Linked DNA regions of Mus musculus: region 1 is linked to region 2. Evidence: chromatin contacts called from public HiChIP or PLAC-seq data. All regions are on one chromosome and are shown on one strand. The core of a region is the stretch at or near the end of the contact, and the rest is flanking DNA. Distances in the headings are between cores, read along the strand shown. Region 1 has its middle 6.0 kb from the start of Gm52501. Region 2 overlaps Etl4 (enhancer trap locus 4).

Region 1 (4,796 bases), core at 1,479-3,978, 790 kb after region 2:
ACAGCAACCACTCGCAGTCAAGCACACACAGAAGAGGCAGGGAGACAGTGGTAGCAGCTAGGTCATGTCCTTACTTTCTTTCCTCTTGATACAAAACAAAATACCACCTGAACATTTTCATGGCCTCACTTATGGAATCCTTCAGGATGTACACTCAAGATTTATTTTAGACCAAATGTGGTTCATTTACACAATGGAATCCTACTCAGCTATTAAGAACGAGGACATCTTGACTTTTGCAGGCAAATGGATCGAACTAGAAAATATCCTGAGTGAGGTAACTCAGACCCAAAAGGACATGCATGGTATGTAGTCACTAATAAGTGGATATTAGCCAAAACAACAACAACACCCATACAGAATACACAAGATACAGCCCACAGAATTCAAAAGGCTCAACAAGCTGAAGTGCGCAAGTGAGAATGCCTCAGTCCCACTTGGGAGAGAAAAGAAAGCAATCATAAGTGGGGAGAGAGGGAGGAACTTGGGAGGGAAAGCGGATGGGGAAGGGGGAACCTGATCTGGTACTGGGTGAGGGGAGAGGTCTGAAGCTCTGAGGGCCTGCAGAAAGAATCTAAAGAGCCAACCTCAGGAAATAGGAGGTTGGGGGGGAACCCCACAGTGCACCAGAGACCTGGGAGGTGAGAGACTCACAGTGCCCAACAGTAGGGAGAGGGAACTTATAGACCTCCAGCAGGAAGACAGGACATCAAGTGAGGGATGAAGTTTCCACCCCACAGTCACACCTCTGACCCATAATTGTTTCTGTCTGAAAGAATTACAGGGATGGAAATGGAGAGAAGCCTGAGGTAAAGAAGGTCCAGTGACAGGCCAAAGTGGGATCCAGCTCAAGGGGAGGTCCCAAGGCCTGAAACTATTATTGAGGCTATGCAGGGCTCACGAAAAGGATCTATCAAGACTGCCCTCCTAAAGACTCAACAAGCGGCTGAAAGAGTCAGATGCAGATATTTGCACCCATCCAAAGGACAGAAGCAGATGATCCCTGTTGTTGAATTAGGGAAGGCTGAAAGAATTTGAGGAGAAGGGCGATCCTATATGAGGACCAGGAGTCTTAAATAATCTGGACCTCCAAGATCTTTCAAACATTGGACCACCAAACAGACAGCATACACCAGCTGATATAAGACCCCTAACATATACACAGTAGAGGACTTCCAGGTCTATGTTCATTCAGAGATGATACACCTAACCCTCCAGAGGCTGGAGATACCAGGGAGTTTAGAGGTCAGATGGAGTGGAGGGTGGGGGCATCCATGTAGAGACGGGGTGTGGTAGGGAGGAGGTGTGGGATGTGGAGCAGTTGGAGGGTAGGAGGGGAAGGGTGAGGATTGGAATATGGAGTGTAAAAACTGAATTACAAATAAAATTAAATTTAAAAATATAAAAGTAATAAAAAATTTTAAAAAAAGATTTATTTTAGACCACTGGAAATCCTACAGTATAAGCTTTCCATATGTGTAGTAGCATTCTACATGTATATATATGTATGTATATTGGAATATATATTCTTTAGAATATATATTCCTTAGAACATATATGTGTATGTATATATATATATATATATATTCATTGCATATATATAAAGTTGGGGTATAGCTCAGTGGTAAAGTGCTTACCTAGCACTAGTTTTAATTTGTGGTACCTGAAAATAAACAAGTAGACACACACATATCTCGCTAGAGCAGAGCCTGTCTCCTTTCTTCTCTTAAGTCGGTCGGTTCAGATGTCTCTCTTCCACTGTCTTTGTCTCAGTAATGTCAGGTCCCAAGAATGGAGACAGGGGTCGGTGGGGAGAAAGGAAGCTTTACTTGTTGCCACCCCAGGCTGAAGCACTTTGCAACCAGGACCAACTGTTCATCTATTTCTTTTCTGGTTCAAGAAAGTCTTCTGTCTCTGACTGCCTTTCCAGCCTGTCCATGTCACGTAATTTAAAATAGGCTACCTTTCACCTAAGCCCAGTTGATTTCTGACACAGAAGTCAGCCCACAGGAAAGAGGGACCTAGTGTAACATCTGAAACCCACACAAAGCAACTGCTCTGAGAAACTGTGGCCACTCCCCTCCACAGGCCCATGCTTCAGAGTTTAGTTTTCCTCTGCATACGTTAGCTTTTTATTTAGGAGGACAGCTGATTGGTGTTACTTTTGTTCCTGATTTGGTTTTAAAGTATAATTTTGTACTAGTTATCAGAGACCTGTATATATAGCACAAAGAGAATTCTTATAGTAGAAATAGCCAAAGTTCTGGTAGTACCTGTTGATATCTCTCTCTCTCTCTCTCTCTCTCTCTCTCTCTCTCTCTCTCTCACACACACACACACACACTCACACACTCACACACACACAGACACACACATACACTTTGTTGCTATATTTGCAGTGCCTAGACCTGGCAAGGTAATTGCTAAGAAACACATGTTGCATGACATATTTTACTGGGAATGGGAGGGTATACCTGCTAATGTTAACCTAAGAAAAGCCTGAAAAAAATCCCAGATGAATTGGACCTGTTACACCATTTTGCCCAAGGCAGCTTTCTGTGAATTCGGTCTGGCAGGGAGTGATAAAACCCTTGTTATCGATACCTGGTATTCCCATGCAAGTGGGTGTAGTATAGGCAACCCTTTGATCTGCCGTGGCTCCTCTCCCTGTGGAGGTGGGGCTCCTGAGAAGCCCTTTGAGCAGACCTGCCTGTACAAGGAAGCCAAGGTAACAGGATGCTGTGAGGTTTAATCCAACCTGATCAGACCAGAAAGAACTCAAGGGTGACTCAGAGTCTAAAAATGTGTTGTGCAAACAGACTGGGTGCCAAGCTCCTGGGTAATTTGGCTGGGTTGGAACAGGCTCCTGGATGAGGAAAGCAAGTCTCCATTCTCATCATACAGGCTTCAACACAGAGCCAAAGAGCACCTCAGCTGCTCGACCTCCTCAACCAGCGCATAGGAAGAAGATTCGTCTCCTTTCAGCAAGGAAAGTCCAGAGAGAAAACCTAATTCATGGAAGCCTCATACGTAGCCCAGACTTGAAACAGACCTTACCTGCTTCCTCAGTCTCCAGGACAAGTGTACATACACTACATCAATGCAGGGAGATTTGCCAGAAGGAATTTTCCCAGTATCTGTCACCTTACTTCCTGAAACTTCAAACATGGTTGGAATCAGAACTGGTAGACTGTTCGCTCTGGGCACAGGGCAAGTAGAGCCCACCACAGCCATACACCCAGAAAGATAAGAGACGCTCTGTCTGTCTCTCTGTCTCTGTCTCTGTCTCTGTCTCTCTCTTACTATGAAGCACAGGCTAGCTTTGAACTCAAAACCCTCCTGCCTCAGCCTCCTGAGTGCTGGGATTACAAGTTCTACCCACCTCCTCCATGTATCTTTAGATGAAGTAAGACCTCTAAGTCCCCGGAGGAGCTAGCTGTCCAGATGTTAAAACTCTGGGCAGGACAGTTTCAGTGCTCCATGGCAACGGGTCTCCATGAGAAGATTCTCAGGTACCAGACTCAGGTGGCAAGGTGTTATAGTCTCTGAGATGTGCTGCAGATACAAGGCAGGCTCCAAGACACATCTAGGCAAGAGAACAGGAACTTGTCACAGGCTCAGCACTTACAGCAGCTTTAAGACTGCTTAACCCATGTTCCAACCCTGTCACCCTCCCATTTAACCAAGACACACCTACAGTCAGTCAGTCAGATAGACAGACACACACACAGTAAAATCAGTAATACTCAGTAAGTTTATCATCGGTATCCTAACCAGCTGCTTCTCCTTTCTAGCCCACACCTTTCTCTTTTCTGTCTGATATATCAACATAGTCCTCACAGCCTAACCCCTGACCCCAGCCAAAGCGGAACTGTTGAAATGCACGTAGTCACTGGGTTACATGCTCTACCTGTTCACTGCTATGCGCTTAGTATTGAGATCAAATAATTTCTGGTACACAGTGGATATGTCAAAATATTTGCTGGGATGACAACTGCAAAAATGTGTACTTACCAGGAACCACAGCAGCTGGCCATCTCTCTGAGGGAAACCAACTATAACCATTACAAGCAAGGAGGAAGGCATATACAATGCCACATCCCTGCTAGCTAAAACTGTAGCTTACTGAGTCATTTCGTACAGTTAAGAATAGGATTTTGGCATTTTCATCAGTTTGGTGGTGTGCTTCCTGTGTATATAGAGACCTCCCTGGTTCCCCAAAGGACACCACTCTGAGAGCCACCGTCCCTGCTAACAAACTGTGACCTGCCCACAGAATCAGTCTTCCTTAATCGAATAGATTTTGCTTTTCCCGGATATTTGCACCAAAGTTCTCTTAATGAAAGACAGAAAAGGTAAGTGCATTTGCTTTGAAAAGTTGTATACAGACTTGCGTATGTGTGTGTGCATACACATGTCAAGGGAGGAAAGATAGAGGCAGAAGATGACAGAGAAGATTCAGGAAGAGTGGAGGTCCCAAACAGCGGCTCCTCATCTGGGAAGTCCCTACTTGGCCTCTAGCATTTCCCTTTTGCGTTTGCTTGTGTCCCTCCAGAGTGACTATCTGCCTTCCTCAGGAAGGAGCTGTCTGCAGGGCCAGCCAAGTTCTCAGCCAATTGCCCATCTGGAGCTAGATTTCTGGCAGCCAGTGACACTGCCACTGCAAGTCTGGCCTTATCCATTAATAATCACTGAACTTGTGTGAGGAGAGCCATGTTTAGACAGCACACACCTCGGTAAGCCAGGCTTGCGGCTAGACAGGGAATATAGGCAGTGAGTCATTTGTGGGGAGAGAG
Region 2 (4,726 bases), core at 1,109-3,608:
AAACATATCCAAAGATTATTAAAGAAAAACAAATTCTTACACCACTTACATTTAGTTGAGTTTATTTGAGCAAAGAAACATTAAAAGAAAAAAAAATCAAAAAACAAAAACCACAGCTTACAAACTGGGCAGCTCTAGCCAGTAAGAGCACGTTTCCAGTGGTTAAACTCTTCAGGCTTTTAGATGACCAGTCCAAACCTCTTGCCTCGTACACAATTTTATTTTATTTTACCAAGTTAAATATATATGGAGTTCTAAGTAAAGTTTAAAAATTGGAAGACTTTTTATGAGAAGAGCTATTACCAATCCAATGACCTGGGGCAGTTTAGATGAGACTAGATCATTAGGAGTTCTTAAGGTGGTATTGAAATATAGATGAGACAGTCTAAAACAGAGCCAGGACAGAGGGCTCACAGGAGAGCCAGACAAGGAATGAAGTGGACGAAGCTGATGCTGTTCTAACACAGACAGCATGGCAGAATCGAGCTTCTAAACTGGAAGGTTTGACAGGAAGCCAGCTTGCCATGTCCGGCTCTCACTTGAACAAGAATTGTTTCAGAGGAATATCAACATTCTCCTTCAGATTTTACAGCAGTCACTTAAAAAAAATATATGAGTGCTGTCCTTGAAACTAAAAAAGCCATAATATATATCAGGAAAAAAAAAAGGAATTTGTTAGCTGTGCCAAAGACACAAACTGCTGTGATGTGTAGCAGAGGAAACCATCAATCTTCATCACTCCGCAACCATTAAAAAGTAGGTCAAAGAGAAGAAATCGCAATAAGCACTACCCTGGTTATCTCTGCAGACACTGGTGAGAAAGAGAGAGCACCCAGCTGAAGGGAGTTTAAAGAAAAATTGCAAGGGGCGGGCCTAAACAACTTGGAGGTCCCGAGGGACAGGCTAGCCTTTCTGGATGCAGCTGCTGGAAGCCACAGATCTGCCAGCTCTCAGACCTGTGTCCCGTTCCTCCAGACTTGTGCCTCACCTACGGGGCTGGGGGAGGACTGGGCTACCTTCTGTTTCTGCTGACTCTACAGCGGGAACTTACTAATCAGCTAGCCTTCCCAGAGTGTCCCAGATTCAGTCTCATTAAGAACCAGGCGGCCATCACGTCTGAGAAGGACCACCTTGTTGACAAGCCTGTTCTCTTCCTGTGCTGACAACACAACCTGTAGGCCGGTGCTGACTCCTGACAAAATGACTCTTTCCAGGATAACATGGTCCCGTATTGCCAAACAGCTAACTCAGAGAACTGCTGGTCTCTTTGGAAGGAGTTCTGGTCAGGCAGGCCTTTCCCCAGCCAAGCTACTCTTAGCCAACTTAATGTTGACATGATGTTATGAAAACTAAATGCATGTTCATTAGCTGTGGAATAGGATTTAAAATCCTTATAATCTAGATAAAAATGTGACAATAAAAAGAGTGCCATAGTAAAAAGGATAAATCGAATTAAATGTGTTGTCAAAGGATTTCTGTTTATAATCATCCACTCCAATTTTGAAGCGGTTTTTTTTTCCAATGCAAGAGGTTCAATTTTCAAAGCTTTATTTTCATTTTTCCAATCATGGATTAATGTTAGAAATATTAATATTGGAAAAACTGAGCAAGAAAGTATTTGCTTAACTTTTTTGTAAAGCAAAAAATACTAAGAAACAGTTAGTATGGGTGAGTCCCACTAAGCGTCAAAGGATGTACCTTTCGTTTTAGTTTTAAAAATATTTTACTGCATTTCTTTATACTGTGTGTGCACATGTGTATATGTGAAGGCAAACAAATATCCCACATGCATGAGGGAGTTGGGGAGAGCTTTGTAGAAGTCAACTCTCTCCTTCTACCCTGTGGGTATTGGGGATCAAGCTCCGGTCACTGGGTTTGGCAGCCAGGACCTTTACTTGCTGAGCCAGAATCTTGCCAGACTAGGATGTGCCTTTTAATATTTAAAAGCCGCATCACCTCCCCCATGCTTCCACGGTTGGCTGCAAAGAGAACAGCAACAGTTATGAACTTAATGTGTAAGTGTAAGCAATCCAAGAACGCCTTTTTATAGTAGAAAAGAAAAAAGGCTGGTGGAGGACCGTCAACCAGAGCTGGATGTGAAACCGGCGTCCTTGGTGAACAGATAGGAAGGACGTGGTGAATTTTAAAAACAATGCCTTTTTATAAATGGCAGTTGGAATGGCAGGATTTGGAACACAATAGCTAATCCAGTATCTTGTGGACAGTTTCCTACAGCGCTTCTATTTTTAGGTGCTTCGTGCTTCCTTCCTCCGTAAGTTCTAGCCAGCCCTTTAGGGTGCCAGGACCTCAGCGTTTCTGCTGTCTCTGTCAGCTCCACCTCTCTCTTTCCTTGCTCAGATTCTTTGCAGTTTATACATCCTGCTTCTTGTCCCAATCCTAGACCGAGCAGCAAACACAAAGGGTTTGTAAGTAGGGGACTTATTTTAGTTAATGATTATCATGTTGTTTGATTTTTCATTAGAGATCAAAGAATACTTTGGAATTTGATGTAGCCTGAGATTGAAGTTTTAGATTGCGCTATTTGAAGTTGCACAGAGAAGGAATACAAGCCTGGTTTCACGTGCGCTGAATCTAAGAGCCTGTGTCTGCACCTCCTGCATCTTAGACTCCAACCCATCTGTAGCAGTTGCATGAACAAAGTTCAGAGTTACACGTGTGAGCAGCTTGGTCAAGCACAATGTGGTGTGTTCATCTGAGTCCTATTCATTGTGACTTGCCCTGCTCACAAACACATCTAGGCACTGAGTGCTAGCTGTAGTGAGATGCTTAAGTTGTGAAATTAAGGGATTACCTGTTTTATAAGAGTTAGTCTGGCGGTCATTATGAAAAAAGAAACATTTGATTTCCATAAAAGCAAATTTGTGTTTCATTATTTATTATAATACAGTGTTTTAACATATTTATCACCAGATAAAATTAGCCTTGCTAGAAAAATGCCTGTGGTTTCTTGTTATCTTTGTATAAGCCATTAAAGTCAACACTTTGGAATGTAGTTGACCTCAGTTCAAATACTGACCCAGTCATTTAAGAGTGCCCCCTATAGGCAGTCACCGACATCTGCCTGGATGAATTCTATTAGTAGATTTGGTGACAACAGTTATCACGGTATTAACACATCTCTCTTCTGCTGAAGATACATGTATTCAATCCTAGCACTTGGAAGGTGGAGACAAGAAAACCATGTTTTCAAGGTCAGTCCGTGCTAATTGCAAGCTAGAGGTCAGCCTATCTCAACAGCCACAGCAGCAAGAAAGTACTTATCAATTAAAGATAGTGGTGCAACAAAATAAAAGTAGACAGAAGTGTTGCTCGCAGTAAGGTGTGTGATTGCTTGTCACACTTGCAAGTGTTCAGTTAGGGAAGATGTACTGTACAGGGGGCTAAGCAAATAACCCCTGGACATACTTCTTTTTATTTATTTGTATTTATTGCTTATAAACAATAGAAGTTTATTTCTCTTGTTCTAGGATTCTGGAGGCTTTGAAATCCAAGACCAGGGTGCCATCCTGGTGGGATTCTACTGGGAGCCTTCTTTCAAGGACATGCTTGTCCCATGGTCATATAGCAGAAAAAGGCAATAAAGTGGCACCTCTGTTAAAAAGATTGTATCTTGCTAAACACCTCTCCAAGCATTTGGTCGTTAGTCAAAAACTCAGAAGTTGCCCTTTTTCACTCTGTAAAGAAAATCTGACTTATAAAAGTCTTCACTAAAATGAGGCAGGTTTGGTGGCTCATGCCTTTAATTTCAGCTCCTGTGAGGCAGAGACAGACAGATCTCTGAGTTCAAGGACAGCCTGGTCTATAAGACCAAATTCCAGAACAGCCAAGGCTACACAGAAAAACTATGCCTTGAAAAATAAAAACCAAACAAACAAAATGATAACCTGACTCCATTTCCCACCGACGGAATTGAGTCCTTACTTAATGCAGTCTGACCTTTATGAAACCCCTGATTGACATGTTCATCAGGGAATACTCAACAGGTTCCATCTTTACCTGCTGAACCCTGGTGGGAGGTGACAGTTCAGTGTCACTCACTCTCTACCTCCGAAGGAAAAACATTTCAAAACAAATGTGCAGCTGAGCTCTCAGGAGGCAGAGACAGGAGGATCTCTGTGAGTTCCATGTCAAGCATTGTTGTATAGTGAAGCCCTGTTTCAAAAACAAATGTGCCCAAAAGAAAGGTACTTGGAGTCATTTGATGAGCCTTACCTTCTAGATGATGGTAGGTCTTCTCAAGATGACATGCAATTGACTGAAAATTTCAGTGTATCTAAAAACTACTTAAAAATTGAATATGCTATTGTTGTTGTTTAGTGGTAGCAATTTTATAAATGTTTACTGCAGTTTTCTTCTTAACCTAACTGGCTCCCAAATAATTGAGACTGGGTTATTATATTTATTTAACAAGCTTTAAGGGTAACTGGGCGGCATTACTCTATTTCAGTCCTCTAAACTAATCTGGCTACCACCCAGTCAAAACCCCAGAGATACTTGCATTTTAGCACTGATCTGACTCTCTGGGATCCAGGTGTTTCCCCATGGTATCTTCTAGACTCTCTCCCCATGGTGAACCTTCCCATTCCTCTTTCTGTCCACCTCCGCTGGCTAGGAGGACCTTCCACCCTATTCTCTCCCCTGCTCAGGCACAGGCGGATCAGCTTTTATTGAACTGATCCAAGAATAAATGGGGGCAATACTTACA

Evidence for each region. HiChIP or PLAC-seq counts read pairs in DNA pulled down with a chosen protein or histone mark.
Region 1: a FOXA1 HiChIP or PLAC-seq map of pancreatic cancer cells shows a contact between it and region 2. The contact joins two enhancer-like sites. A contact is called at or near these places in 1 of 115 datasets of contacts at active chromatin or transcription factors (pancreatic cancer cells) and 1 of 9 other capture datasets (embryonic stem cells).

What each region holds. Positions count from the first base shown.
Region 1 is chr2:21,232,348-21,237,143 of GRCm38.p6, forward strand. No RefSeq gene overlaps it. Among named protein-coding and RNA genes, the nearest start is that of Gm52501, 6.0 kb to the left of the region's middle. Within about 2 kb of position 2,729, at least 81 of the 459 cell types and tissues checked have an H3K27ac peak or open chromatin away from gene starts, as enhancers often do. A contact at or near this core is called in pancreatic cancer cells, where this site is marked.
Region 2 is chr2:20,443,358-20,448,083 of GRCm38.p6, forward strand. All of the region lies in intron 2 of Etl4 (enhancer trap locus 4), which reads left to right. Among named protein-coding and RNA genes, the nearest start is that of Gm17171, 110 kb to the left of the region's middle. Within about 2 kb of position 2,359, at least 35 of the 459 cell types and tissues checked have an H3K27ac peak or open chromatin away from gene starts, as enhancers often do. A contact at or near this core is called in pancreatic cancer cells, where this site is marked.